Regions from separate parts of the Sus scrofa genome. Here all the other regions are linked to region 1. The links are chromatin contacts, called in public Hi-C and HiChIP or PLAC-seq maps. All regions are on one chromosome and are shown on one strand. The core of a region is the stretch at or near the end of the contact, and the rest is flanking DNA. Distances in the headings are between cores, read along the strand shown.

Evidence for each region. A called contact is a pair of places that touch in the nucleus more often than the background predicts. HiChIP or PLAC-seq counts read pairs in DNA pulled down with a chosen protein or histone mark.
Region 2: a contact with region 1 is called in an H3K27ac HiChIP or PLAC-seq map of alveolar macrophages. The contact joins the enhancer-like site here to the promoter of LRRC58 in region 1. A contact is called at or near these places in 3 of 5 promoter capture datasets (fetal liver, fetal skeletal muscle and liver), 12 of 47 Hi-C or Micro-C datasets (alveolar macrophages, embryonic fibroblasts, fibroblasts and 7 more) and 2 of 2 datasets of contacts at active chromatin or transcription factors (alveolar macrophages and skeletal muscle).
Region 3: a Hi-C map of skeletal muscle shows a contact between it and region 1, with 7 times the contacts expected there. The contact joins the promoter of RABL3 here to the promoter of LRRC58 in region 1. A contact is called at or near these places in 1 of 5 promoter capture datasets (liver), 5 of 47 Hi-C or Micro-C datasets (embryonic fibroblasts, heart right ventricle, liver and 2 more) and 1 of 2 datasets of contacts at active chromatin or transcription factors (alveolar macrophages).

What each region holds. Positions count from the first base shown.
Region 1 is chr13:139,925,386-139,929,704 of Sscrofa11.1, reverse strand. LRRC58 (leucine-rich repeat-containing protein 58) reads right to left here and starts at 1,997. Exons shown (of 5, transcript XM_021070309.1): 1 at 1,365-1,997. The coding sequence starts at 1,864.
Region 2 is chr13:140,302,780-140,307,098 of Sscrofa11.1, reverse strand. All of the region lies in intron 7 of GSK3B (glycogen synthase kinase 3 beta), which reads right to left. Among named protein-coding and RNA genes, the nearest start is that of NR1I2, 100 kb to the left of the region's middle. Within about 2 kb of position 2,113, at least 8 of the 83 cell types and tissues checked have an H3K27ac peak or open chromatin away from gene starts, as enhancers often do. A contact at or near this core is called in alveolar macrophages and skeletal muscle, where this site is marked.
Region 3 is chr13:139,606,594-139,610,912 of Sscrofa11.1, reverse strand. It overlaps RABL3 (rab-like protein 3), which reads right to left and starts at 1,749. Exons shown (of 8, transcript XM_021070305.1): 1 at 1,236-1,749. The coding sequence starts at 1,281. GTF2E1 (general transcription factor IIE subunit 1) reads left to right here and starts at 1,430. Exons shown (of 5, transcript XM_021070303.1): 1 at 1,430-1,568.

The sequences.
Region 1 (4,319 bases), core at 748-3,247:
TCAATTCAAATGTTATTTGCTCAAATACCAAACTAAGTTACTTTGTTTTAAGGTACTCTGTGCTTCTTCACAGAACGTATAACTACTGTAATGAAATAATGAAGTTTACAGTCAGGTGTTTAATGTCTCCTCTGTTTGAAATTATCCATGAGGGCATAATCCTACTCACCACTGTATCCCCAGCACCTAGGACAGTGCCTGACACAGGGTAGGTGCTCAAAAATCTGTTGGTGAGTAACAAAGTGGCATCTTGTCCAAATGCCTCATTTTGCTTATCAGGAAACTGTAGTCAGGGTATGCTAAGCGACTTGTCTAAGACTGGGGCACCAACAGTTGTTATTCTTAGGTCAATTTCTTTTCACTGCACTTAACTCAGGTCCTTTCAATTCTAATATTCTGTTATCTTGGAAAATTCAATAAAGAGATGGAAGATACTTTTTTTTCATTTTGGACAATACACTTCCTCGTACTTTATTTCTCCCCTGCAGGGCACCTTTAGGAGACTTTTGTTATCCTGCATTCCTGCTTCCGTCTTCCATTTAATTCAACATACATTTAGTGACTAATCTAGCAGATGAGGCGGACCTGTAAACAAGGAATTATAATCAATAAGGTAAGTGCAGCGGTAGGATGAATGGTTCCCAAGAAGTACAGTTTAGACAATTATAATTGTTGTCCAGGAAGTAGTAACAGAAGGAAACAAACAACAAAAAATGACCCTCAAAACAGGTTTTAAGGATGAGCAGGGGTCTGTCCAGTGCAAGCAACATTCTAGGCAAAAGGAACAACAATGTACAGAGGCACTGTATCCATTCAACACACATTTAGTGAGAGCCTACAAGCTGCTGGTAAAGTGCACACCTTACTGAATTCCACAAATAGTATTGCTGGTATTGCCAAGGAGAAGACAGAGTAGGTAACGCAGTGGCAAGCAGGGATCAGATCAGAGTTCCTTTGTATGTCACTTTACAGGACATAAACTTTGATCTACAGGCATGGAAAACCACCCAAGACTCCGGAGCAATTAAGTGACAACCTCAGATTTACATATGTTTGAGTATATGCTCAGTTCAGATCACTTCCAGTGACCCCAGAAAAACAGAAAAAATATCTCGAAAATCTGCACAGCGCAAACACAACAAACCAAACGCTGTCACACCCATGATCCTATCAGCTCCTCAGTACAACTCACTGAGTTGGCAGGGCAGCCAAAGAGTTCAAGAGCCTGGACTGAGAGAGTTACGTGACAACCAACGGGCGCCAAGACCAGGCGCAGGGCCCCGGAACTACCGGGGCCTCGGGACACCCACCCTCGACCCTGTGCTGGGGCCTCCCTACTCTCGGGCAGGCCGGCACCCGCTCACCTCCTCAAATTTTCGATCTCAGCCGGGATGCTCTGAAGCTGGTTGCCGCCAAGGCTGAGGGTCTGCAGCGCACGCAGCTCCAGCACCGAGGTGGGCACCTCCTGGAAACAGTTCCCGCTGAGGTTGAGCACCTGGAGGCTGCGGCAGAGCGGCGACTGGGCCAGGCCCTTGGGCAGCGCGCCGGGCCCGCCGAGACGGTTATTCTTGGCCAGCAGCGTGCGCAGGCCGCTCAGCGCTAGCAGCTCCGGCCCCAGCGCGGTCAACGCGTTGCCGCTCACGTCCAACAGTTGGAGGTGCGGGAAGCCGCTGCCCAGCGCCCGCGGCAGCGACACCAGACGGTTGTGCGGCAGCAGCAGCCGTAGCAGCGCCTCCCGCGTTCCGCGCCGCTCCTCGCCCCGCGCCTCCAACTCCGACTCCAGCGTCTCGGGAGAAACGCTGAGGCGGGACAAGTTCAGCTCGGCCTCCCCGGCCGTGGCCACCGGCGCTCCGGCCTCCTGCATCCCGGCCACCGCGTCGCGCAGAGCGCGACCCACAGGCCGGGAGCTCCGCGGCGCCCCGGAACCTGAACCGAGGGCTGCGTCGGAAGTGGCGCGGGCGGGCGCTAACCCCGGCCCCCCTCCCCCCCCGCGGAGTCACGCGACGCTAGGAGGCGGGGTGCGCGCGCCGCTCAAGGGCCGGACTCCGTCTCGCGCGGCGCGCCGCAAGGATCCCATGAGCCGGGCGGGGGCAGAGAGCAGTCAGTGCTCGGCTTACTCTCTGAGCCCGGCTGGGTCCGGGCAGTCGTGTTCTATAGTTCTTGAAGTCTGGTGACCTGTCCCCGAATTCCAGGGTGGCCTCGGTAAACAGTCCGAGGACAGTTTGGTTATTTGGCTTTGAGGGTTCGCGCGTGACGGTGCACCGCCTTCTGAGGCCCTGGTTTCGGAGTGGGGGCCCCTGGTCTGCGGGAGCCAGCGAGGACTCAGGACTTTAGTGATGATTCAGTTGCATGACAGCAAGACCCGGGAATTCAAAGTCCCGGGATTGACCAAGCCGACTTAAAAGCGCGAAGGCAGCTGAACTAGAAATCGGGACTCTTGGATCTTACCTCGGGTTCTGCTGTTAAATAACTTTGTTTCCTCGGACAGGGGATTTGATTTCAGTTTCTCCATCCAAAAAAAATATGGCTAATCCTTGGCCTGCTTGCCCTAGAGGATTTTTTTTTTTAAAGGAATGTGTGTCAAGAACATTTCACCATTTTAGCTGTAGAAGCACTTCTGTGGTTTTTGGTTTAAGTTGCAGTGGCTGGAAATGAATTTGGGAGCCATGGCTGAGTTTTCGTTAATTTGAAATAGCTCAAATTAATTGATCAGTTTAACCCAGAAAGCATTGAGATTTTACTTCAGGTTAAAACTTCAATTTAACTGGAAAAGTCCTGATTCTGGCTTTCATGTAGTACTTCTAAACCTGTTTTCGCCCTTACCCTAAAGTCGGTTTTTTTCTGAAATTTTTATAATTTTGAAAAGTCATGGATAGAAATGAAAATATTTAGTGTATTTTTTTACAAAGCTTATGCATAAAAATGTTAGACGATTGTATATAACCAGTGCTATTAAATTGCTTTCTTCCTAAAAAGAATAAAGTTAACTTTTTTCTTGCCGGTTATTTGTGTGAGAAATTATGCTTTTTACCTCCTGCCAAACTTTAACTTAATTTCTGATTGATTTATGGTTATGGGAGGATACACTTTGTGAGTTTAAAGCAGGGATGGAGTGTTTTTAAAACCAATGGAGTGTCCTGAATTTGAAACCTGTTTTGAAAGGGTCCTTTTAAAAAGTAGACTTTACTTGGGATCAAGATAACATTCTGGCAGGAACCTAGTGTGTGAAAATTGCAAATGTTTAAAATAATACGGGAGTTCCCGTAGTGGTGGGCAGTGGTTAACGAATCCGACTAGGAACCATGAGGTTGCGGGTTTGATCCCTGCCCTTGCTCAGTAGGTTAAGGATCTGGCGTTGCCGTGAGCTGTGGTGTAGGTGCAGACGCAGCTCGGATCCCGAGTTGCTGTGGCTGTGGTGTAGGCCAGTGGCTACAGCTCCGATTCAACCCCTAGCCTAGGAACCTCCATATGCTGCAGGAGCGGCCCAAGAAATGGCAAAAAGACCAAAAAAAAAAAAAAAATTCAGTTTTATCCTTTTTAAAATGTAATGCGTCTATGATTAAAAAAAAATAAACTGACAGGAATGTAATGTAAAAGAAAAAACAAATATGGTTCAGAAATAGAGTTAAGATCACAAATCTGTGACATTAACGGGGGAAAAGATGGAAATAGACTCAATTGTAGAGCATGACCTTACCTGGTAGAAAGTTTTGAAGATATGTTGAGAGTACTGGGAGGATCCCTCCCTTGCTCATTATAATAACCCTCTCTATCTCAGCTACCATGGATGTGTCTCTTTGTTGAAGCTAGATGGGTCTAAATAAAGCAGCAGCCCTCACCACTACAGTGGGTCTTGAAACTACCCATCAGCTTGGAGAGTTCTGAAAACCCTCTGGGAGGTGAGGGAGATTTGGTGGCTTGTGAGCCTTCACAGTGATGAAGCCCATCTTGTGGCCAGCTGTCGGAGAGGCCAGGGAGGCCGTGGGGGCACCACAGAGTGTAAAGGGAAAAGGAGACAACATGACGCATTATCTAGGGAAAGGGAGATGGATTACGGGGAATTGGGAAAATATATTCGTACTTGCCCACTTATCAAAATTTTGGGTCAGATTGATTATGTGTCAGGATATGTCTCCTGACTAAAATGTTACTGAAAAAAGGAGACCAGATCACCCAGCCAGGTTTCCTGAGGGCAGGAACTGTGTCTGTTTACCTTAGCAACTCCCCCAGGACAAAGTAGGCACTCAGTAAATAGTGAGTGAATGAAATAAATACATGAATAGGTTTTGGCATGCTTGACTAGGATGGCTGCTATTGCC
Region 2 (4,319 bases), core at 864-3,363, 380 kb before region 1:
CATAGAATACAGCTCAGTATAAAGAATAAGTAAATTAAAAAAACAAAACATGGATGAATCTCAAAAACATAACGTTGAGACAAAAAAGCCAGATACAAAAGAAATATACTACATGACTCCATTCATATGAAATTCTAGAATAGGAAAAACAAATCTGTAGTGACGGAAATACCAATGATAACCTGAAACAGAAGATGGGAGACTGCAAAGAGACATGAACAATATTATCACCTGTCTCAGCCCACTGGGATTAACCTGGTGAAACCCTCAGCCCCGGGCAAACTGGGACATTTGGTTACCCTAGGCTGTACACAAGAACATTTTTTGGGTGATGCTATTACTACACTAAATACAACGGTATGTTTAACCTTATTCTGTTGCTATTTTAAGGCTACCATTAAAAGTATCAATCTGTTAAATTCTAAAATCAGAATTGTTTTATATACAGTATGCGTAGTCTTTAAGAAAGCAAAGGTATGAGTTAAGATACAAAGGAATATAAGAACGCTAAGGTAAGACATAATTGAGAGACATTAAATCCTTCTTCATTCTTTTTTTGGCCTCGCCTGAGGCAGGCACAAGTTATTGGGCCAGGGATCAAACCCACGAGAGCAATGACTCAAGCCACAGCAACACTTAACCTGCCAGGCCACCAGGGAACTCCCTAAAACACTTTTATTGAGGTCCTACTTTCACAGAGCTCTAGGGCAGAGAGACCTGTACATTATAAATCAACTATAATGAAGATCAATACACCAAAATGAACACAGATGATGTGCGAGGTGAAGTGCTACAATCCACTGGAGTAAGGAAGAGATTCAAGAAAGGATTCTGGAGGGAGAGATAAGAGGTTATTTTACTTAAGGAATATAGGAAGCAAATGAGTCAGATGCACATTTTATCTGCTCTAGGTATGAAGTGGAAAACAGCATGATTTGGATAACTAATCTGAGAGAATAAGGATGAGAAGTGGATAGGTGGCAACATTACAGGCTGAAAGGCAAACAAGAGACTGTTTATGAAAACCTAAGATTCTGAATGCATCAACATCTACAAGCAATACAACAAAAATAAAGCATTTCAATAAATCAACTATTTGATTGCCACTTCTGAGTTTATCTTAGTTTTATGTTGTTTCTATTAGGTTTTGAGAAAATTTCTCTATCAGCTGATTTATTTCAGCTGATTTATATTTGGAAACTCTGAAATCATATACTTAAGCTTTACATTTTACAGATTTTTAAAAAGTATGTTTGACATGGATTTTATTATTCAGACACAAAACAAGTCTTAGGGCTTCCCTGAATTTTAAGAGATAGAAAAGCAATTTTTCACCCAAACTTTTAAAGATACACTTAAAAATAGTAATTATTTATGAATTTCCTAAAAACGGAGTCCCTCCATGACTTAAAGGAAAAGAAAATGCACATAATGTTATATGCACATTTTTTAAAGTATGATATTTCACTGAATAAAAGGGGGGATTTTCAAAATTATCACACTATTGGGAAGAGTATGCACTCTCAGTTATCTGTTATTAGAATAAGATCTTTCCATTTATTGCAAAAAAGCACTTGTCAAGTGCATCATCGTAATCCTAAAACATCACCGAGGCAGAAAGACTCAACCAGAGATTCATGGCATAAGATTTTGGGGATGCTGTTCATCCCTTTTAATCTGTACCCAATCCCATCATGTTTAATATTTTTTCATTCACCTAGTTGCAAATTTAGCTAGACACAAATAATAACAAGCCAGGAATTATGATTTGTGTCTTCAAAGAAATAAAGCCAAAAATCATCTGACAAAAGCATTGAAATCAATTTCTTTCCCAGCCTTGCGTTGAGCCTTGCTCAACACCAGAGGTCGCCAAACTTCAACAATAGAGTTGTACATGTAGCCTTTAAAGCAAATGCCAAGTTAATGAGATCCTATTAGAAATCTGTTAATCCTCTGCTTGAAATCTTGCAGTGACTTTTAACTGTCTACAGTCTAATATGTTTAGGCCAATGCCCACAGCTCCAGCCTTCTCTCTCCTGGTAAACTTATACCCTGTTCCCACCATTCAGAACCTTAGGCTCAAACCATAAAGCACTACACAACAGACAAGACACAACAGACCTGACAACGTTAAGTATCTTCATCCAAATTAGCATGTATGTCCTCCAGTCCCTTCCTTTCTCTAAATAGAATACATCTCCATGTTTCAAGATTCAGCTGAAGAGTTACCTCTTCTAAGAAGCCTTTTCAGATAGCACTACCTCCAAACAGGATGCTTCTGCCTTTGTACCCTGCTCAGGCTTCTGGGATCATACCTGCCTTACTCCACTGATCTCAGTTTTTCCCTTCCTCCTCTCAATGAGTTTCTGAACTTGAGGGCAAAGATTCTTTATGTTCTAGCCCAGATGGTTAATAAATCAACATGTTGTTAATATAGATGCACCCTGAAAGGCTAAAGGGATACATGGCCAGGACTATACATAATGGATTTAATCAAAACTTTTAAAGTAAGTAGATGAAAATTGTACAACACAGGCCAAGAGAGATTATACATAGTATGGCTGGATAATTAAACATCTTCACTTCTTTTCTGCATAAAAGAACTATCTATTCAAATTGGATAACTGTCAGGTTGACTGCATATATCATAAACCTGACAAATTTCTCTAATTAGAAAACTAGAAAACATGTCACTGAGTTATTCTTTTTCAAAATATCAGTACTCTACTGATAATGGAATCATTACCATACATTTTTACCTTCAGAGGATTGATATAAAATGTATTCCCTTTTGTATACCCCTATAATTTACAAGTTTTCCTTTTTTAAATCCATTGGATGTAGGCAGCTAAAATACTTAATTCTCAACACATGCAGTTTTATCCAGTTTCTATCTACCTCTTTCCTATATATATATATGAGTGAAGTTCTGGTATAAGGAAACTTTGTGTTGGGGGGAGGGGGTGTATGCAATGTTTCCACCTCAGGGTTTTCTTCTGATTTCCAAAAGGCAAAATCCTCTTACCCTTCTCTCCCCTGGGAGGAAAAAAAGGCTATAGCAATAGCAGCACAAATCTTTAAATCCCATTAGGAACATCAGTGAAGGAAAAAGCACCAAATAGTCATGTTATTTGAACACAATTGAACAACTTGGAAAAGGATTTACTCAGCCTGGGAGGATGAACTAGTGCAGGAGGACCCCTTTGTGTGTCTGTGTTCTCCTCCATCTGTCACTTAACTTGATGTGGGTCCTGTGCAAAACTATGGTCAGAGTTTACTGCCTTGCTTAAAATACAGTAGAAACAACAAAACCTTATCAAAAGTCCTGTAGGTAAATGTTCTCATTCTTTGACTTAAAAAAAAATTGATATACTTCATATAATCATGAAATGCATCCCTTTAAACATACAACTGATTTTTTAAAAGTATATCCACAGAGGTGTACAACCATCAACTGCTATATAATTTTAAAACATGTTTATCACCTCAAAATGAAACCCTAGACCCATGAACAGTCACTCCCATTTCCACTCTTCCCAATTCCTAATGACCACTACAGATCTGCTTATTCGGGACATTTCACATAAATGGAATCATGTAACCTGGTCTTCTGTGTCTGATATTTTCCTTATCCATTCATCAGCTAATGGGCATCTGAAATGTTTCTACTTTTTGGCTATAAAGAATTCTGCTATGAACATTCATGTACAAGTTTTTGTGTGGATAGTTTTCAATTCATTTCTATTTCTATTCATTCCATATTACTGGGTCATATGGTAACTATGTTTAATGTTTTGAGGAAGTGCAGAACTATTTTTTTGTTTCAATTTCTCCACATCCTTACCAACAGTAGCTGCTGTCTTTTTTTAGCCATTCTAATGAATGTGATGGAGTATTCACTAGTTTGCATTTCTCTAATGACTGACATGGCTGAGCTTTTTTTTTTCTTCTTACTGTTACTTGTATGTTTTCTTTGGAGAACTGTCAATTTAGATCCTTTGTCCATTTTGTTTTTTTGTTTTTTTTTTGTTGTTGTTGTTTTTTAGGGCCACACCTGTGGCATACGGAGGTTCCCAGGCTAGGGGTCCAATCAGAGTTACAGTTGCCGGCCTTCACCACAGACATAGCATCACGGGATCCTTAACCCACTGAGAGAGGCTAGGGATTGAACCCGCAACCTCATGGTTCCTAGTCGGATTTGTTTCTGCTGTGCCACAAAAGGAACTCTCCTTTGTCCATTTTTTAACTGGGGTGTCTTTTTATTGTTGAGTTTTAAGAGTTCCTTATTCTGGATACAAGTCCCTTATCACATAGATGAT
Region 3 (4,319 bases), core at 500-2,999, 320 kb after region 1:
ACAACTTTATTGTTTGGTCGGGCTGTTTTTCAGGCTCTTTGGGGTCCTTAACACACCAAGCGAGGCCAGGGATGGAACCTGCAACCTCGATTCCTAGTCAGATTCTTTCCACTGCTCCATGAGGGGAACTCCTGTTCTCTTTAATCTTAATTGAAAACCTCTTATGTGCTGGGTTGTAAGAAATAGAAAAATTAAGATGAGGGTCATACTCATCTTAATGCTAAGCCCAGTTTACTCCTAGTGTTAAAATTATTTTGACACCTTGGACACTTGACAACTGGAACTGAAGTTTTCATTTCCCCCTTTCCACTTCACTCTCATTCTGTTTCTCATTATCTCCATTCCTAAGCTCTTTAAAAACTTGGAATAAATGGTAACTTTGCATTTCATAGATATGCTTTTCTGGAGTTGACTTTTGGATATTTGCTCTGATAGACATTGTGTCAGATGTTTGGAGCCATGAGCTGTGGTGTAGATCGCAGACCTGGCTGGGATTTGGCGTGGCTGTGGTGTGAGCCGGCAGCTGTAGCTCCGATCGATTGGACCCCTAGCCCGGGGAACCTCCATATACTCTGGGTGTGGCCCTAAAAAGCAAAAAAAAAAAAAAAAAAAAGAAGAAAAGATTAAAGAGAATAAAGAAAACAAGAAGCCCAGTTGAGCGTAAAAGATTACTACTACCTGCTATTTCACTAAATAATATAGGTTAGTGTTTTAAGCACACAGGCTCTCGGTTCAAACCAGTTCTGTCATTTACAGCCCTCCGCCTCTCTTTTCTCATCTGTAAAATGGGATAACGGGCCTGATCTCAGGATTGAGTCAATATATGCAAAGCACCTGGTACAGTTTCCTAAGCGCACGTTTGATTTCCTTAATTAACAAAATCTCTTAAAGGAAAGGTCCTAACTTTGTCTCAGCACGGCGTCTAATACCACACTCAGTATCCGCATATGTTTTAAAACAAAGGATCACTAAGCTGCGGTCATCTGGTAGACAGATGTAAAAACCTAAAAAAAACAGAGAAAGGCCCGGGCTCCGCGCCCCCAACACTTGCGAAGCCGCGGCTCGCTTAAACAGAGCAAAGTCCTCTGGGAAGTGTAGTCTTTGGGCCTTGAGAGGGATGTCAGCCCCCCGCCAGAGTCAGTTCATCCGCAGATGGGTGGAGAGGGAGTGAAAGGGGAGGATTTTCATATAACTCAAAAGTGTCGGGAGCCCCAAAGGTGGGTTAAGCGGCTCACCTGAGTCTCCCAACACCAGTACTTTCACCCGATCCAGGGACGCCATCTTGCCAGCTCCTTCCTGAGGTTAACGCCTATTCCGGGATTGAAGACCAATCAGAGCTGGGTATGGAGGGCCGAGTCTTCAATGCCATTGGCCAATCGGAATGTGACTGATTTGATTGAAGGCCTCACCGTGCTGATTGGCCTGCCTGGTTAAAAGTAGCGGGTGGTTTCTAAAACTGGTCGCAGGAATATGGCGTTTTCTTTGTCGCATAAGTGGCGTGGCTCGTTTAAGCCGGTAGTTGAGGCGCAGAGGGAAGCTGTAGTGGGAGTGTACGAGGATTCGCTTTGGTAAACCTTGTTCCCTGTTCCTTGTCCTCGGTTCCCTGGTTCGACGTCGCCTTTCAGGGTGTCTTCGTTGCTTTTTCCTTAGCTGTCCTCCTCCCCCTTACTCTTTTGAGTCGGTTCTCTGCTTGGTCCTCCAAAGAACCATTGACCCCGGAGCGGCCCATGTGCGACCTCGGGTAGGACTGGCTTGGCTGCGTCAAGTGTGGCCTCTGGACTCAGCTGGCAGAGTCCGAGGGAATTTAGGGCGTCGTGGTTGTCACAGTGGGGCGGAAACGAACATTTGGGAACGGGGCTGGTCCAGAGGTTTCGCGGTGATAATGCCACTTTATGTATGAAGCCGTGGAGACTATCGTGAAGTGTGGCTAACTGAGAAAAACCAGGTGGATGTATAGAATCCACGTTATTCCAGATTTGGAATAGTAATATATCGAAATCTAACAGAACTCCCCACGTCCACTTCTTCTTTCCCTTCATTTTGCAGTTTGCAGTCAGCAGAATCCTTTAAAATCGCTAATTTGGTGCTGTCACCTCCTGCTTAAAACCATTTGAAGTTTAAGAAGAGGGTTTTCAATACCCTACCTTTCTTTACTCTGGAAGCTGCAGTGGGGAAAGTGAATGGGGGGAGGTGAGGGCTAACAGGGTGGGCATGTTTGAAGAACACGTGCTGAGGAGACCTATTGAAAGTTTTATGGAAATACTTGACCAGCTGTTATCCATACTGGAAAATCAGTGGTGAACAAGATTAAGACCCTTGTCTCCGATGTAGACATTGAGAAAGTATAACTATTCACTGCCACCAAGAAGGGGAAAGAGCTATGGGAGCATGTGAAAGGGGGATGATTCTAAACTGCTAGGGAGAATCTGAGAAGGTGTCTCTGAGGAAATGTCATTTGAGATGTGAAAAATGATTAGGAGAAGGGACTTCGGCCTTTGTTGTGGGGGCGTGTGTAAAGGCTTGGAAGCAGAGAGCATGTGTGGCTCCTGGAATTGAGAGAATGCCATTGTGGCTGCAGATGAGGCTGAGGAGCCTAGACCCAGTACAGAGAGTGCATTCACTTTCAACTTTGTTCTTACAACTCTGCCTGGTGTTTGTGTGATTAGAATACATATGGTTTAAAAACAAAAGCAACTTGCTTTCAGGGGTCTGGGTTAGGTAGGGTAGGGTTGTAGGTGAGACTGATAGGTGACTGATGGACTGATAAGACTAAAAAGAAGAAACCAGACATGGCCCCCAAAGGTCACACACTCAAAAGTCTCCAGAGGCCAGCCAAGCTCCTTCCCTTTTTTAAAGTATCAATTGCTCTTCAGCTGAGTGTTTCCATGTGGGAATATGATCTCACTTTTTCCCTCAGATATTTCCACTTTTGAGAAGTAGCTGAAAATTAAAATTTATGTGATATCTCATGATTTTTATTTCATTAAAAAAAAAATGGGGGGTTTCCTATGGTGGCTCAGCAGAAAATGAACTCTACTGGTATCCATGAGGATGCAGGATCCGACTTTTGTTTTTTGTTTTTTTCCTTTTTTGGGGCCACACCTGCGGCTAGTGGACGTTCCCAGGCTGGGGGTGGAATCAGAGCTGCAGCTGCTGGCCTAACCACAGCAATGCCAGATTCATGCCTCGTCTGCCCCCTGTATTGCAGCTTGTGGGTCCTTAACCCCCTGAGCGAGTCCAGGGATCAAACCTGCATGGATATCCTCATGGACATTACTCAGGTTCTTAACTCACTGAAGCACAACAGTAGCTCCAAATCTCATGATTTTTAAATGTTGACCACTAATTCAGAAAATTTTCAAAACATTTTGAAATCAAAATTAGTCAAATCATGTGGCAGAAGCTGCCAATTTGAGACCTCTGACCTAAGTATTATAAAATCCAGAGATTGAAGAGATTTAGCATCAGTGGGGAAGTAGAGGCAGTGAAGGAGAGAACACAGTGGTCAGAAAAGAGGATTTTTAGAATATAGCGATTTTGAACAAGATGGCACATACATTTCTTTGCTGAGCTCCAGATTCATTTGTTCAGCTACCTGTGGGACATCTTCACAGTAACATTCTGTAGTATTTCTTCAAACACAAGCAACTGGAACTGAATGCCTCATTTCTTCCACCTGTTCCTCTTCAGGTGTTAGCCTGTTTCTCAGTATATTTGTCTCTTCCCAGTCATACTGGCTTAAAACAAATAGCTATATGTTATTAATGGGTGTAAGGTTTCAGTTTTACAAAACGAAGAGCTGTGGAAGTGGTTGATGGTGATAGCTGGATAACATTATGAATGTGTTTAATACCACTGAGCTGTATACTTAAAAATATATAATTGGTAAATTTTATGCTGTGCATATTTTATCATAGTAAAAAAATTGGGGAAAAAAACCCCAAATATTTAAAAATTTCCTACTGTGTATCTTCCATTTGCAATATATTATGGGATCCTTTTGATTTTGTCTCTGTAAGTTTCATTCATCCTGTCCTCTTATATTTTTGCCTTTTGTAGTTTAGGTTTGATTACTATAATTCTTAATACTTCCACAGGGCTTCCATCTTCATTTATTTCAGCCCATTTCTCAAAGTGTTTTAAGAATTACTTATCTAAGTAGGGAGTTGTTACGAAGGCCAACACTTAATGGAACTCTTATGATGCCAGCCTTGAAAGCAGAACACTGCACATGATATTATCTCATTTACTCCATGTATCAACTCTATAAAGAAGACATTGTTAATCACTTTTTATATATGATGAAACAGACCAAGAAT